Regions from separate parts of the Mus musculus genome. Here regions 2, 3, 4 and 5 are each linked to region 1. Evidence: chromatin contacts called from public ChIA-PET, Hi-C, HiChIP or PLAC-seq and promoter capture Hi-C data. All regions are on one chromosome and are shown on one strand. Each heading gives the region's core, a stretch centred on a gene start, on an enhancer-like site or on the middle of the called end of the contact. The rest is flanking DNA. Distances are from core to core; before and after follow the strand shown. Region 1 has its middle 130 kb from the start of Gm12707. Region 2 overlaps Junos (a long non-coding RNA gene). Region 3 overlaps Junos (a long non-coding RNA gene). Region 4 holds the start of Fggy (FGGY carbohydrate kinase domain containing). Region 5 has its middle 7.3 kb from the start of Gm32240.

Region 1 (2,700 bases), core at 124-2,623:
TAAACAGACAGGCATGACCTGTAACCCCGGTGTCAGGCCTCTGGTGAATCTCTGCCTCTTCCCAGTACTTTGGTTGTTTCTGTCAGCATTCCTCAGTTCCCTTTCAATGCCTTTTTGCCTACTCCAGGTGTCAGTGACTAGTCTTCATGGAACCCAAGGTCAAACCCCTTTCTGGAGTGCTCGGTGACCAGTGACTGCCTCAGCTACTGTTTTGTGATCTCTGAGGTCACAGAGTTCTAAGTGGGATAAACAACATCACTTGAAGATCTCACTGTGGGCTGCCTCCTCACTCACAGGCCTGCCTCCATCTTCTCCCTTTCCTCTCTCAAACATCCTGCATGCTTAACATTTGAGTCTGGTTTCTTGGGAGACCACAGCATGTGACAAGAGTCTATCACAGAATCTTCAGATAACCCAAAAGCTTGGAGAAAGCAAGACACTGCCCCCATCAATTCCTAACTCACCAGTAGGTTTTTGGTGTGTGTGTGTGTGTGTGTGTGTGTGTGTGTGTGTGTGTGTGTGTGTGTGTAGGGGGGGTTGTTTGGTTGGTTTTTGGTTTGGTTTGGTTTTATTTAAATAGCAAATACAGGAACCTGCTCACTGAACTGTTCAGTGAAGGAAGACTAGTTGCGATGCCCTAGGATAGCAATTATACCATTCAAATCGATCAGCTCAAACACGCAATTCTGAACTATTATTTCTGTTCCCATTTTGCAGATGAATAAAGTAAATCACCTTGCGGCTCTAAATTCTGCCTAAGGACACATATTTAGGGGGTGGATCTGGCTCCTAGTCACTTATTAGTGCTGCTTATATCCATGTGGCTATGTATCTCTCATCCACCAGTGTATTAAGCAGGGACAGAAAAGCACTGAATGTGGAAAGAGAGACAGCCAGCTTATATTTCACAGGCCTGGAATCATCACAGAACATTTCTGGTAAAGAAATGTCTGTTCTAAGAGTGTGGTATATTAAGGGTACCAGCTTGTCAAAGCACCCTGGAGAATTTTGATGCATGGGTGAGTTCTGGTGCCATTAATGTAGTTGTTGGCACACTGAAGATGCATTTTAGAGCCCTTCAAGGAAGGATTGGGCATGGCCATCTTGGCAAGGAGAGGGAGCAGCCCAGACTCTATCCTTTTCTAGGGTCGTGGGTCTGGGGCCAGGGCTCTTTGAGCTGCACTTCCTGAGATCTGGCTAGCAAGCTGCCTGGGCATGGGGAGCCACAGACCTAAAGCCAGGGATCCCTCAGGAAGTGGAAGCTTTGGGGGAGGCACCGGAAAGGGGAGGGGTGAGCGAAGCCCCCTCCCTCCAAGCATTGTGCGTTGCTTCCTCCAACAGGATGCCAGGAGCACCACAGAATGGGGACTCATTTGTCTTCATTTGAGGCACAATAACTTGCCTACCGCTGGCCTTTTTCTCCGGCTTTGCTGAGAGCAACAGGATGTGGGTTCTGCCAAGAAAGAAGGAAGGAAGGAGGCAGGCCAGGGAAATGACAGGAGCTGGGGTTGTGTAGCCCTCCAGCCTGACCCTGGACCCTGAAAGCCTTCAGACTGTCTGGGTCCAGCTGAGCCAGTGCGCAGCTGAAGGGCAAGCGACTGTAAGCTATGGAACTAGGAGAATCTGAGTTATAGCTGCTGGCCATCCGAGCGGCCTGCAGCCGGCTTTTACCTTAATCTAGTTTGCTTTGAACATTTCGAAAGAAAAACAGACGATTTCAGTTCAGAGTAGAACTTTCTTTCCTTTTTTACAACAAAAATCCCAAACAAAACAACAACAAAACCTTGCTTTGCAGTTGAGATTTTGTTGTGCTCACCCAAGTTGCCCCCCCCCACACACACACACCCCTCTACTCTCCTCTTCTCACTGCTGTGCAGTACAGTAGGGCAGAGAAGGAAGCTTACCAGTGACAAAGTTAGGGAGAGTGACTTAGTGGCTTAGCTCGAAATGCTGGAATCAACATTTCGTTTTACCTACAAAGGAATAAAAAAAAAATGTCAATGAGCTTTAATGAATATTTGTTAATTATTATGACCTACATGTATATAGCAGAAACTGGGCTTCCGGTCAGTCCCTCAAAGCTAACCCAGAAACTCACAGTTCAACAGGCCCTCAACCAAGTAGTCCACAACCTACAAGGTTAGGACTGTCCACATCTCAAGAGCCAGTGTCCAAAAGACCCAGAGGCTTTCCTAAAGAGAGGTTATATTGTAGTTTTCGTTCCAAAATTATTTCAAAAATCACAATTTTTATTCTATTTTACTTAATTTCGTGGTGTATGTATGTGTGTGTGTGTGTGTGTGTCAGTGCATGTACAGAGGTCAGAAAACACAATTTGTGGGAGTCGGTTCTCTCCTTCCACCATGTGGGATCAGGGATCAAACTCATGCTGGGCTTGACAGCAAGTGCCATTATCTGCTGAGCCATCTCTAAAGCCCAAGATCATAATTTTTCCAAAGCATACTGGTAGCTCTTTCTATTTTCTGCCTTTAATCCAGAGGTGGGATGCAGGGATAAGGGAGGACCAGGGCCTGAAGGAGTTTTTGGTGATGGGTCCTGGAATAAGATTATGAAAGAAAATAGGCCACTAATCCTGATAAACTCCCACCGCAGCCCTGGACCCCGTGCGTGGTCCCACTAGGTCCCTCCTCTCTTAGTGTCACTCAGGGGTGTTGCTGATGATTTCTCAGAAGAGATGAG
Region 2 (2,700 bases), core at 31-2,530, 190 kb after region 1:
TGACCCTGCTGGGGTGGGGTGTGGTCACTGGAGGAGAGAGAGCTAGGTGTGTGACACTTAGGCTAACGAGGCAGGAAGATCACGAGTTCAAGTCTGGGAGTTGGGGAGATGACTCAGCAGATTAGAGCTCTTGCTGATCTCCCAGAGGACCTATGCTCTCCTCCCAGCAACCAGCATAGGGCAGCACCTAACAGCCTCTAATTCCAGTTCCTGTCTTTTGAACTCCTTGGGCAAACACACACACACACAAGCACGCACGCACGAAGTGGGGGAGGAGCAGGAGGGGGAGAAAGAGGAAACGAAATATTTGGTTTTTTTGTTTTTTTTTTTTAAGGAGTTCAAGGCTATCCCCAGCTACTTGGTGAGTTAGAGACTATTCTAGGCTATATAAGGACAAGTCTCAAAGAAAGAGAGAAAAATTAGATACTGACCCAGAGTCTGAGATGAGCCAGTGACTTCTGGAAGCTTCAGAGTCCTCACCTGTACAGTGGACATAATGCCGGCTTTCCAAGTTTCTTTATGAAATGAGACACATGCACGACTATATCCTGACTCAGTGCTACTCTTTATATTCACCTCATAAAACTCCCTCCCTCAATAAAATTTTTTAAATGAGCATATTTTTACTTATGCTCCCAGAAGCACTAAGAATCTATCTCATGATTAGTCATACGCCATAACAATACAATTAATAATAATGTTAATTACTGCTGATTGAAGGCACTAAGTGCTTAATATGTATAATCTATAGCTAATCTAACCCTCGGAGCGTATCTAAAGATAAGTATCATTACTCCCATTTTATGGGTGAGGATAATGAGACAGAGAAGTTAGGAAATGTACACAGGTCACCCGCTGGGTAGGGATAGGTCTGGCCTTTGAGAAGAAAAAAAAAAGTGCATCTACAAAAAGGTCAGAGTAGAGTGAGGAATGCCCTGAGTTTGGAGTTCATGTTGGTCTTGGCGATCTCCCTCTGTTTCTTTCTCAGAAAGAAAGCAAACATTTTAAGTGTCCACGGAGAGAGGGGCAGCCTTACAGATGAGGAAGAAGGGTCCGAGCTCAGGCTCCCCCAGCCGCCCAGGACCGTGGCTGTCCTGCGCAGGTCCCTGCGCTGCCCCTTCCCACCGTGGGTGGCTCCCAGCGGCAGGGAATCACATTATCTGTTGGGAAGGCGTCCAACACCCTCCTCCCGCCAGCCAGTGTTTGCTCAAGGCCTAGCTCTTCAGAAACTGAAACCAGCAGCCCGAGCTGCCAGCCTGAGGACGCCCGCGGGCTCTGCCCAGGCTTTACCTTCTATGGGGAGGCCCGCGGAGGGCGGAGCGAGCCGGCGCCGCTGACGTGGCCGCCCTGCCCTCGCCCCGGGCGCCCGCCTCCTCCGCGCCGGGTGTGGGAGCGCGGGGCTGGGAGAGCGAGGTGCGCGGGCGTGGGAGCGCAGGAGCAGCCGGCGTCTGGTGCGGGAGGCTGGGGTGGCGAAGCGCGGGCGGGGCAGGCGGTGGCGGCCGGAGAGCCCGGGGCGAGCAGTGGAGGGCAGGAGAGTAGGGCGTGAGTCTTAGAGCTAGGAGAGGAGAAAGAAAATAATGTCTGGTCATTATGTTTGGCGACAGGGACCGAACCTAGTACCCAAGAAGCGCTCAGGACATGTTGACAGTGGTACTGTCCTTGCCCATCCGATAGGGGGACAGTGTGCCCTATGAGTTTATGAACTTTCTTCCTTCACAGTGTTTAGGCACAGACTGAAGGAGATCAGGCGATCCGAGAGGGTGTAAAGGATGAGAATGGATAGGGACTCAAACTTGCTGTCTCCCAACACTGATGTGATGACCTCAGAAAGCTTGAGCGGGACAGTAGCTGAATTAGAATCCAGAAGGCAAACTTAGAAAAGCACTTTGTAAACCACTGACTTAAGACAAAGGTCTCTTTCACCTTCAGAGTTCCTTCAGCTACGTCCTCTTACTAGCAAAGCAAATAAACCCACAATTTGCTTCCTAAATAATTAATCAAAACCCAGAAGTCACTCAACACATTTTCAGTAAATATTCACTGGAAATGTCTAAGTACCAGTTGTGGCCAAGTGCTATGCTGGGCACTCAGGGGGTGGCAAAGGAGACGAACAAAGGCTATGTCCTCATGCATTACCCAAACTGTTGGACACAGAAATCGAACAACTCAGATACTGACATCCAACTAACCAAAGATACAGGTGTGTCTACAGTAGACAGATAATGTTTTCAGTCAAAAGTAAATAAAGGTGTCTTTCTCTTCTGTGGCCTCATAAGTAGAGAGAGAATCTTGCCTCTGTACATGAGCTAGAGAGAGAGGGGGGAGAGAGAGAAAGAGATAGAGAGAGTATTAATTCTGTTATGGATCTAGCAAGTCCAAGTTCCTGAGATTAGCAGCATAAGGCTGCGTGGAGAAAGCCTACAGGAAGAGCCCATGGCTTGCTTCCTGTTTATGTGTCCCTCCTCACAAGAAACTCCTAACAGATGGCCCCCACTCAGTTCTCAGTGAGTGAGTGTCTAAGAGGATGACCTTTGAAACCAGGTTTCAAGAGTTGACTTCAAGGCCTGTCTTAGCAGACCTCTAACCACGGGCCAAGTACTTAACCTCTGTGTGCCTATGCTCCTATTCTGTGAAGTGTTATGGATAATACCTAGTCCACAGAATTCTAGGCATTAGAGACGGTGCTTTAAGCAGGTGGCA
Region 3 (2,700 bases), core at 169-2,668, 250 kb after region 1:
GAGTATCCTCCGCAGACTCAGACCCTTCCTTAGCTACTTTGCTTTTTTTGGCCTTATTTATTATTATTATTATTATTATTATTATTATTATTGCTACTACTGTGCTACTGTTAAAACTTCCAATAATAACACATAATGCAATGCACACAACACCATCTGAGAAACAACCCTACCTACTTAACCCTCTCTTCTCTTGAAGTTTTTCCTCAGCTTCGGGAAGCTAAGATGGGCAGGGTGGGGGCACTGTTCAGTTCTTCCTGGAGCTGTGCATGTACTTAGCTGGCAGTGAAAATGGTTGAGCTTAGAGGAAAGACAATCCTAGTCTTGTATGTGGGAAACTTGACTCTTGCAGCATCTATGATGCCCTTAAAAGAGGAGTGGTGACTTCGACTTCACAAGAATACCAATTAGATGTTACCCCCCATACCATGCTCTCTATCTGCCTCTTCATGGAGGACAAAGGTGATTCCTTTGCAAAGCAGGCATTCTACAAATATTACTTTCCCTCCTTGCCACATTTGAAAGCACTGAGACTAAAAAACATGCATGTCTGCTTTTATCATTGGGTTAAAAGTCCACAGGAAACTGTGGGGTTGTCTAGCGACCACTTGTTCACCCCAGTCAAATGTTACAAAGTGACAGTCAACGAAAATAAACTAGTAGCTGAGAGGGGAAAAAAAGACTCTTCCTCTAAACTCTAAAAGAGAATGACATCCAGAAAATCAAATGTTTCTCAAAGAATCAACAATATTTTTGATGATGGAAGGATGAATAATCAAACATATGGATTACATTTCCGTATACTGTGTAGCACCTAAGATCCCAGAGGGAAGGGAGGGTGCTAGTAAAAATGTTTTTCATGTTTTATTAAAACCTCAAGTTTCTGAGAACTAATTTTATGACTAACACACAGACATACATCCTCTCACATGCTGGGAGGGGGGAGGGAAAGGGAGGGGGAGGAGAAGAGAGGAAAAGGAAGAGGAGAGAGGGGGAGGCAGAGAGGGGGGAGAAGGGGGAGAGGAGGGGAGGAGAGAGAGGGAGAGGGACAGGGAGAGGGACAGGGACAGGGACAGGGACAGGGAGAGGGAGAGGGACAGGGAGAGGGACAGGGAGAGACTGTTCGAGACTGTTCAACTGTCAAAGAATATACTTTAAAAAGTGTTTCCTCCTCAAAGCTTCTTCCTTGCGCCAGTCAGCCCCAATTCCTCAGTGCTCACCTCAGTCATTAGAAATTTGCGAGGCACAGTGAACTTGGCTCTCAAGCTCTGCTCACTTTCCTAGTGTGGAACCCTAAACTCTGTATTCTCTTTCAACAGGTGAAACGGTCCGTGTCGCACAGAGAATCTGAGTGCCCAATGGAGCAAAACATGCGAAAGCACCTTTCGACTGCTCAGTGCAGCTCCTTTAACTTCCTGGAATTGCCCTGCAGCTCACATAGCCATTCTTACTCTTCTGACACCATCCTGTGTGTCCCTAGGCAGACAACTCTGTGCCCGGTGTTTATTAGAAGGTGGGATGGTGTGGATACTGACAGTACCTGTGTCACACAGTGGAAATCACAATGAAATCAATGAAGAACTGTAAAGTACTTAGGAGCAACCTTGCCAAAATTTAAAAGAAATGAGGAATAGAGGAAGGGAGGGGAGGGGGAGAAACAGCCTATCATCGGGGAACTAGGAGGATGCTGGGATCGATGTTCAGTCCTTGATGTGGACTCTCCAATTTTCCCAGAGACATTTTCGAAAATGCAAACAATCCCAAAAGGCATGAATAACATTCAGTTCAGGGTGCACTTGCGGCACTGTATACGTACGAGTACTGTATACAGGATCACACACTGAGGAGTTACTGCTCATGCGCAGAGAAACCTCTGACATCCTGGAAGGAGGTGTAGGGGTGCCGATGAAATGAACAGACAAGAAGTGGGGAAATTGAAGCAAGGGGCCCAGGAGCGAGGTTTCCCTGCTGTGGCCTTGGCCTTAGGCAGACCGCTTGTAACCTTGGATTGAGCATTCAGCACAGAGTTTGAAAGAATTCTCACAGTGACAATAAGGCTATTGTGAGGGAAAAGAAACGCTGTGCTAGAGCACCTTAGTCTACTCTGCACTCCACATCTGGTCCAGAGCCGCCCAACTGCTGCCCTCTGAGCAGACAGGAACTGCCGATTCATGAAAAGGGGAAATCAGTAGGCTGCTTCCTCTGTTCGGTTAAAAAAGAGGATTTTTGTGGAGACCACACTGCACTCACTCATCCCAAGTGCATTTCCTCTCCCTGTGACATCGACAGTTGCCAGCAGCTAGCCGTGGCCCGATGACTAATTCTTCCTCCGGCAGAAAGAAACCAGACCTGGCCATTCAGTTCCCCCTTTCAATGCCCTGATTCTCACTGGACCCAGGTTCTCTGAGACACGGAGGAAATTTTCAGCTCTGGTTGCATCCATCAGCCACTCAGCCACTAAAGGAGACAGGAGAGAGAGAGGGAGAGAGAGGGAGAGAGGGAGAGAAGGAGAGAAGGAGAGAGAGAGAGAGAGAGAGAGAGAGACAGAGACAGAGACAGAGACAGAGACAGAGTCAGAGAGAGACAGAGGGAGAGAGAGAGAGAGGGGGAGAGAGAGAGAGAGAGAGAGAGAGAGAGAGAGAGAGAGAGAGAGAGAGAACGAACAAAGCCCTCTTCCTGATCCCGGCAGAAGCCAAAGGC
Region 4 (2,700 bases), core at 198-2,697, 200 kb before region 1:
TGTCAGACTCCCCTTCTGGCTGGGAGTTTAAAGACGGGGCTTTCCCCAACCTGGTGTTGTTGTTGTTGTTGTTGTTGTTGTTGTCGTCGTCGTCCTTAAAAAGGCTAATAATTGGCTGTAGTTTTTAGATAAAGGTTATAGAAAAAGAACTAAATTCCAGAAGACAAAGCCCAGCAAAATTCATGAGAGCCTGGATAAGAACCTGGCACCCTTCCCAGAAACACAGTGCTCCACCAACTGGGTTATTCCCTCCTCCTTACTTGCAAACTTTGACTTCCTAATCCTAAGCCACCCCCCCCCCTCAAAAAAAATCATCCATAGGCCCTCCTCATCCCCTATTTTCCACCCCAGACCCCATCAGTCAGGAGCAGTCCTCTGGGGCTCTTATTCATACAGCCAGGGCAGAAGCCTTTAAGTCAAGACCAAGCATGACAGCTGCATTAGAAGGAGACTCCAGAAGACAGACTAGCAGCACCCCCAGCTAGCAACAGAAAAGAGAAACATCAGGACTCACATAGCTCACAGTAAAGACGGGAAACCCTTTAAAAAGGACAAGAAAATGAAACAAAAGACAAATCTACAAATCCAGCCACAAACTCAGACTTTAATTCTTCCTTATGGATTTGCTCCCTAAAAGCACAATCCAATGGGACCTTTTGAATTGACACACACACACTTGATCAAAAAAGAGTCAAACTTGGCCACAGTTTGCCCTTTAACTAGGAGAAGAAATTCGAGCTAAAATGTAAGCAGTGCTCCAGTGAATGGACCAGTGACAGAGGAGTTCCCCCACAGTGTGTGTCTCCATCCTGAAATGGTCATGAAGTTCATAAACATGGAAAGATCCCCCTATACCCTTCCTGGCCTGCAGCCCTGTAACAAGACAGATGGCATTATCCCATTTAAACTGAAGTACGCACCAAACACTATCTCCAGATGCTCAGCTTCTATAGCCTTAAACAGCACCAGCCTTGAAACGCTTTTACATTGCCAAACTTGAAATCAACGACTTAAAATGTTTAGAGAATTGTCCCCAAATTGGGGTGCGGGGCGGGGGTGCATTGCAAAATTCTCTTTTCTGGGAGAAAGAAAAAACACTTTATTTAATTAACTGTACACTACTCAGAGAGATAGGGCCTTAGGCCCCAGACATCTGTAGGGCAGTCATTGGGATGCAGTAAAGGCCTCTCCCTTGGGCAAGACACCTCACCCAGAATACACAAGAAACTGAAAGGCCAACCAGTGGCCTGGCTGTGAGACCCAAAGGTGAAGGAGGGAAACATTTAGCAGGCTAGAGAAGCTTTTGGGGGGAGCTGGCTAAGAGCCTGCGTGCCTGCAAGAACCCCTGGGAGGGTCACTTACTTGTCCAATATGAAATCACATTCTAGCTAGCAGGCCAGCAGGCCACCATGCACAGCCGCACCGCACCCAGCAGGGCGGTCCAAACAAGCTGTGACTCCGCCCGCTTCAGTCCAGCCCCTCCAGCAACCCTTGTAAGGAGCAACCTGATTGGTCCTTTGAAACGGGCACCGTGAATGGCCAGTACTTGTGAGCCCTGCTCCTCCCCACTGTACTGTAAGTCTTGGGTTTGCATTTCAAAATCCTTTCGCTGCCTGGATTTTAAAGATGCCCAGGCAACAGAGACGGCTCAATCTAAGCAATCCCCTCTGAGCGCCAGCTAACCTAGCCAACCTACAGTATGTGGTGGATATTTCCTGTTAAATCGCCCTCGGCTGAGCACCAGGATTGCTATGGGCTTCAATTCCTTGAACCCTTTATACCTGGTGCTTTTCAGGAACTCTCACACTTTATGCTGTGGTCGAGGCTTTGAGGTAGAGACGACACCGTAAATCTAAAAGATAGATGACCCCTGCCTTTGAGAAGTTGACATACCAGTAAGCTACATGGACTCTCGGTACCCTCATCGCTAGATACTGAGAGTCCAAAACCGGTTTGGCTTTTTTTTTTTCTTTTTTTTCTTTTTTCTTTTCCTGGGGACTATTCCAAGGTTGCGAAAACCAACCCTTCTCGATAACAGAGACTTCCTTAGTCAGACCTAGTGTGTTTATTATGTTAAGACTAGTATCCACATGACCTGAGAGTAAACGAGTGATCGATCTCTCTCCGTCATCCAGGTAAGAACTCGGTGAGGCTGAGGCCACAGGATTAGTCCTGCACTCTCCTGGAGGTCTTGGTTTGGATTTATTTTCCTCTACACAAGCAGTGTTCAACCTTCTTTGGTGACCTATATCAGATATTTACATTATGATTCATAACAATAGCAAAAGTAGATATGTGAAGTAACAAAAAATATAATTTTATGGTTGGGTCACAACAACCTGAGGAACTATTATAAAGGGTCTCAGCATCCGGACAGTTAAGAACCTAACTGTTAAGATCTACACTATGATTGCATTTCCAGCTATTCAAAAAATTGTCTGCACAGTCTCAGATCTGTTACTTAGTCATGTGGACCAAGCATACAACGGGAATTATAATATTAAGACCTGGTTGTCTTTCTTTCCGGAGCACTATGAAGAACAAATTAAGTACCAGACATGTATATGTTTTGCAAAAGTTTGGATGCTTAATACACATGCTACATTGGCTCAGCTCTTCCTTAATGTATCCCAGAAATGCAACGCGCCTGTTGCCTCACAGTCTATGGCTTGGGTGGGAACCTGAAAGGTCTCCTCGTTG
Region 5 (2,700 bases), core at 42-2,541, 140 kb after region 1:
CTAGCATTTCTATTGGACACAATGTCAACTCATTATAAGCATTACCATCACTAGCAGGCATATGCTTTACGAAGCTGAAGGCTGCAGTTGCCTGTGTAGCCCCAGGCAAATCCTCTGGCAGTACACTTAGCTGAACACCTATTGTCCCTGCACTATCTCCTGTTCTTCCAAGCCCCTTGCCTCACAAGGGTGCTTGGGGTGCCTGGCAGTGGAATTGTGTGGAGCAGAGTGGGACAAGAGTTTGCCTTCCAGCCTAGTTTGCATGCCTGTTTTCTCTTACGCTGGAGTCTCAGTCTCAGACACCAAGCCTGAACCCTGTTGTTCTCCTCTCACTGGCTCTTCCTGCTTTCTCAGCACTTCAACCTCTAGCCACAAACTCTCTAAGTGCATTGCCAACTTTGCAAACCTTTCTAACACAAGAGAATTGAGTAACCCTTCTGAGTTCTCAGCTTTCCTCCCAATCTTTTTCAAAATGATATACATGAAAACTACGAAGCAAAACCAGAAAGCCCCATCTGGAATCAAGGCAGGAAATCACCCAGCAGCAATAGCTGATGTTTTGCCTACCTCCTTAAATAACATTGCTAAACCATCAAACTGCTGATTCCTCTACTACATTAGAAATGAAGTATGAACTTATGCCTAATTTCCATGATGGACACTTAGATATTTTTTTCAAAACTTACTTTATTTAAGGTTCTTAAATGCTTCAACCTCCCTTCTAACCCACCAACCAGAAGTAGGAGGAAAAGAAGGTTAATAGGAAAAGCGTGGTATGGGCCTGCTTAGAAGTAGTTCCGTGAGGTAATTACTCTCTTCATTGTCAGAACATCAGCAATCTAGTTCAATAGCAAACACCAAATACAAATCAGTAGCTGCTGTATGATCCAGTAGAAACAGCAAGGCTCCACTAAATTGGCAGGAGTTAGAAAAAACAGCCAGAATACCCATAAGCACTCAGCAGAGAGGAGGCAGAGAGGTAGAGGGAGAGGGACAAGGACAGGGGGAGGGGAAAGGAGGGGAGAGAGAGAGAGAGAGAGAGAGAGAGAGAGAGAGAGAGAGAGAGAGAGAGAGAGAAACCTATGGGGAAACTCCCATTCAAATCAGCACAGTGGCTTCACCTGAGACACGACACAGAGATGTTTGGAGAAGTTCTTTGGTGTGTTCCTCTCTACAAAGTGAATACTAACAAAGACCAGTGAAAACCAGCGAAGACCAGGAAGCATTGCACAATATAACAATGCAAGAGTGTCCTCTCACAGTTTGTGGGGTTCCATTTATAGTCTTTCTAAATCTCACGTACCCTCTCACGTGTCTGATTTCAGCAAAACATCACATGCCCTCTTACAGGACAGCTCTCCACCCTGCCCCCCCCCAAATCACGTGACACGCTGAGTTGTTAAAGAAACCGGAAATTTCCACTTCAGAAAATGCTCACAGACCATTCTGCTAGAGTTTCTTTCTCCTGGGTGACTAACTATCATATTTAAGCTATAGTTCTTAAGTATGAATTGAGCTGTTGTACCTACTAGCTATAGGGCTATGGAGACATCATCTAATTTCTCTGTGCCTTGGCTTCCTCATCTGTAAATGCATAGTGTGATGGGTATTGTGGGAGTTAAAGGATATGTACAGACATTCCTCACACACTTCTTCAACAATAAGAACAACTAATTATTCCTTTCCAGTGTGGATCATCATGGTAGGGAGTGTGGTACCAAACAGGCTGCCATGGTGCTAGAGCAGTAACTGAGAGCTCCGATTGGATCCACAGATTGCAGACAGAAAGAGATCAATACTGGGTCTGGTGTGGGCTTTTGAAATCTCAAAGCCCCACTGAAAGATCTTGACTGGGCCTCCACATTCCACATTGCTCTCAGCACTACTATCTTCCATGATCCCCTGGATCACCCATTAAGATACATTTAAAGTGCTCAATTGCCTCCCTAGTCCAAAGTCCCAAAATCTGCCAAATTTCTCCAACAAAGTGCACTATCAGGTCTGCCACAGCATCAAGCCACTTCTGTATTAGTTAGTGTTATATTGCTGTGAGATAACACCCTGACTAAGGCATGTTATAAAGGAAAGCATTTAATGGGGGTTTTGCTTACAATTTTAGAGGGTTAGTCCATGATCATCATGGCAGGAAGCATAGTAACAGACAGGAAGGTATGCCACTGGAGCAGTAGCTGACTGCTTACATCTGACCTATAAGTACTTGGGGGGGGGGTGCTGCTAGAAGGCCACACCTCCTAATCTTTCCTAAACCAACTGGAAACCAAACATTAAATATGTGAGTCTATGGGGCAGTGCTCATTAAAAGTGATTTCACCTTAAGCACATAGATGCTTGGAAAAATGTGCCCTTAGACACTAGTTCCAATGACTGGGCAGGTGACCCAGGCTGGCAGCCAGGAAACAAGCACTGTTCTATCCACCCAGAACATTCTACCAGTTCTTTTTAGTCTCTTCTCCTGAGGTGATTACCAGTCAGGGGATTTATGACAGACCTTGAATTGGCTTCTAACCTGTTGGGAGATGATACGTGCTCTGCCCGGGTGTCAAATCATGTCTCAGGTGCTTCATGGGCTCTGATAGAGTCTTGGTTACTTTCCTACCAGGGTGATGAGGATAGAAAGGATCTTCCTAGGATCAGAAAAGCCTTCTCTGGGTTTTAAAGCATGGGCAGGCACTTTGTACA

The links. Promoter capture Hi-C pulls out the DNA fragments that hold promoters and counts their contacts. Hi-C and Micro-C count contacts between places; a contact is called where the count stands out from the background. ChIA-PET counts read pairs in DNA pulled down with a chosen protein or histone mark. HiChIP or PLAC-seq counts read pairs in DNA pulled down with a chosen protein or histone mark.
Region 2: a Hi-C map of the HPC-7 cell line shows a contact between it and region 1, with 4 times the contacts expected there. The contact joins two enhancer-like sites. A contact is called at or near these places in 5 of 484 Hi-C or Micro-C datasets (the C10 cell line, the HPC-7 cell line, LSK cells and 2 more), 2 of 115 datasets of contacts at active chromatin or transcription factors (the HPC-7 cell line and memory CD8 T cells) and 2 of 9 other capture datasets (bone marrow-derived macrophages and liver).
Region 3: an H3K27ac HiChIP or PLAC-seq map of microglia shows a contact between it and region 1, with 7 times the contacts expected there. The contact joins two enhancer-like sites. A contact is called at or near these places in 1 of 15 datasets of contacts at CTCF or cohesin (the NIH/3T3 cell line), 4 of 484 Hi-C or Micro-C datasets (the HPC-7 cell line, bone marrow-derived macrophages, granulocyte-monocyte progenitors and 1 more) and 2 of 115 datasets of contacts at active chromatin or transcription factors (memory CD8 T cells and microglia).
Region 4: a contact with region 1 is called in a promoter capture Hi-C map of liver. The contact joins the promoter of Fggy here to the enhancer-like site in region 1. A contact is called at or near these places in 7 of 39 promoter capture datasets (the C10 cell line, the HPC-7 cell line, cranial neural crest and 3 more), 4 of 484 Hi-C or Micro-C datasets (the C10 cell line, Th2 cells, bone marrow-derived macrophages and 1 more) and 2 of 9 other capture datasets (adipose tissue and liver).
Region 5: a contact with region 1 is called in an RNA polymerase II ChIA-PET map of memory CD8 T cells, with 17 read pairs. The contact joins two enhancer-like sites. A contact is called at or near these places in 2 of 484 Hi-C or Micro-C datasets (bone marrow-derived macrophages and cerebral cortex) and 2 of 115 datasets of contacts at active chromatin or transcription factors (memory CD8 T cells and microglia).

Annotation. Positions count from the first base shown.
Region 1 is chr4:95,352,799-95,355,498 of GRCm38.p6, reverse strand. No RefSeq gene overlaps it. Among named protein-coding and RNA genes, the nearest start is that of Gm12707, 130 kb to the left of the region's middle. Within about 2 kb of position 1,373, at least 109 of the 459 cell types and tissues checked have an H3K27ac peak or open chromatin away from gene starts, as enhancers often do. A contact at or near this core is called in the HPC-7 cell line, LSK cells, Th2 cells and 7 more, where this site is marked.
Region 2 is chr4:95,160,046-95,162,745 of GRCm38.p6, reverse strand. Junos (a long non-coding RNA gene) reads right to left here. Exons shown (of 5, transcript XR_867920.3): 4 at 1,291-1,555. Among named protein-coding and RNA genes, the nearest start is that of Gm12708, 32 kb to the left of the region's middle. Within about 2 kb of position 1,280, at least 294 of the 459 cell types and tissues checked have an H3K27ac peak or open chromatin away from gene starts, as enhancers often do. A contact at or near this core is called in the HPC-7 cell line, LSK cells, bone marrow-derived macrophages and 2 more, where this site is marked.
Region 3 is chr4:95,105,694-95,108,393 of GRCm38.p6, reverse strand. All of the region lies in intron 1 of Junos (a long non-coding RNA gene), which reads right to left. Among named protein-coding and RNA genes, the nearest start is that of Junos, 55 kb to the right of the region's middle. Within about 2 kb of position 1,418, at least 285 of the 459 cell types and tissues checked have an H3K27ac peak or open chromatin away from gene starts, as enhancers often do. A contact at or near this core is called in the HPC-7 cell line, bone marrow-derived macrophages, granulocyte-monocyte progenitors and 2 more, where this site is marked.
Region 4 is chr4:95,556,254-95,558,953 of GRCm38.p6, reverse strand. Fggy (FGGY carbohydrate kinase domain containing) reads right to left here and starts at 1,447. Exons shown (of 16, transcript NM_001113412.1): 1 at 1,363-1,447. It overlaps Gm40206 (a long non-coding RNA gene), which reads left to right and starts at 1,588. Exons shown (of 2, transcript XR_867942.1): 1 at 1,588-2,135.
Region 5 is chr4:95,213,917-95,216,616 of GRCm38.p6, reverse strand. No RefSeq gene overlaps it. Among named protein-coding and RNA genes, the nearest start is that of Gm32240, 7.3 kb to the right of the region's middle. Within about 2 kb of position 1,291, at least 76 of the 459 cell types and tissues checked have an H3K27ac peak or open chromatin away from gene starts, as enhancers often do. A contact at or near this core is called in bone marrow-derived macrophages, memory CD8 T cells and microglia, where this site is marked.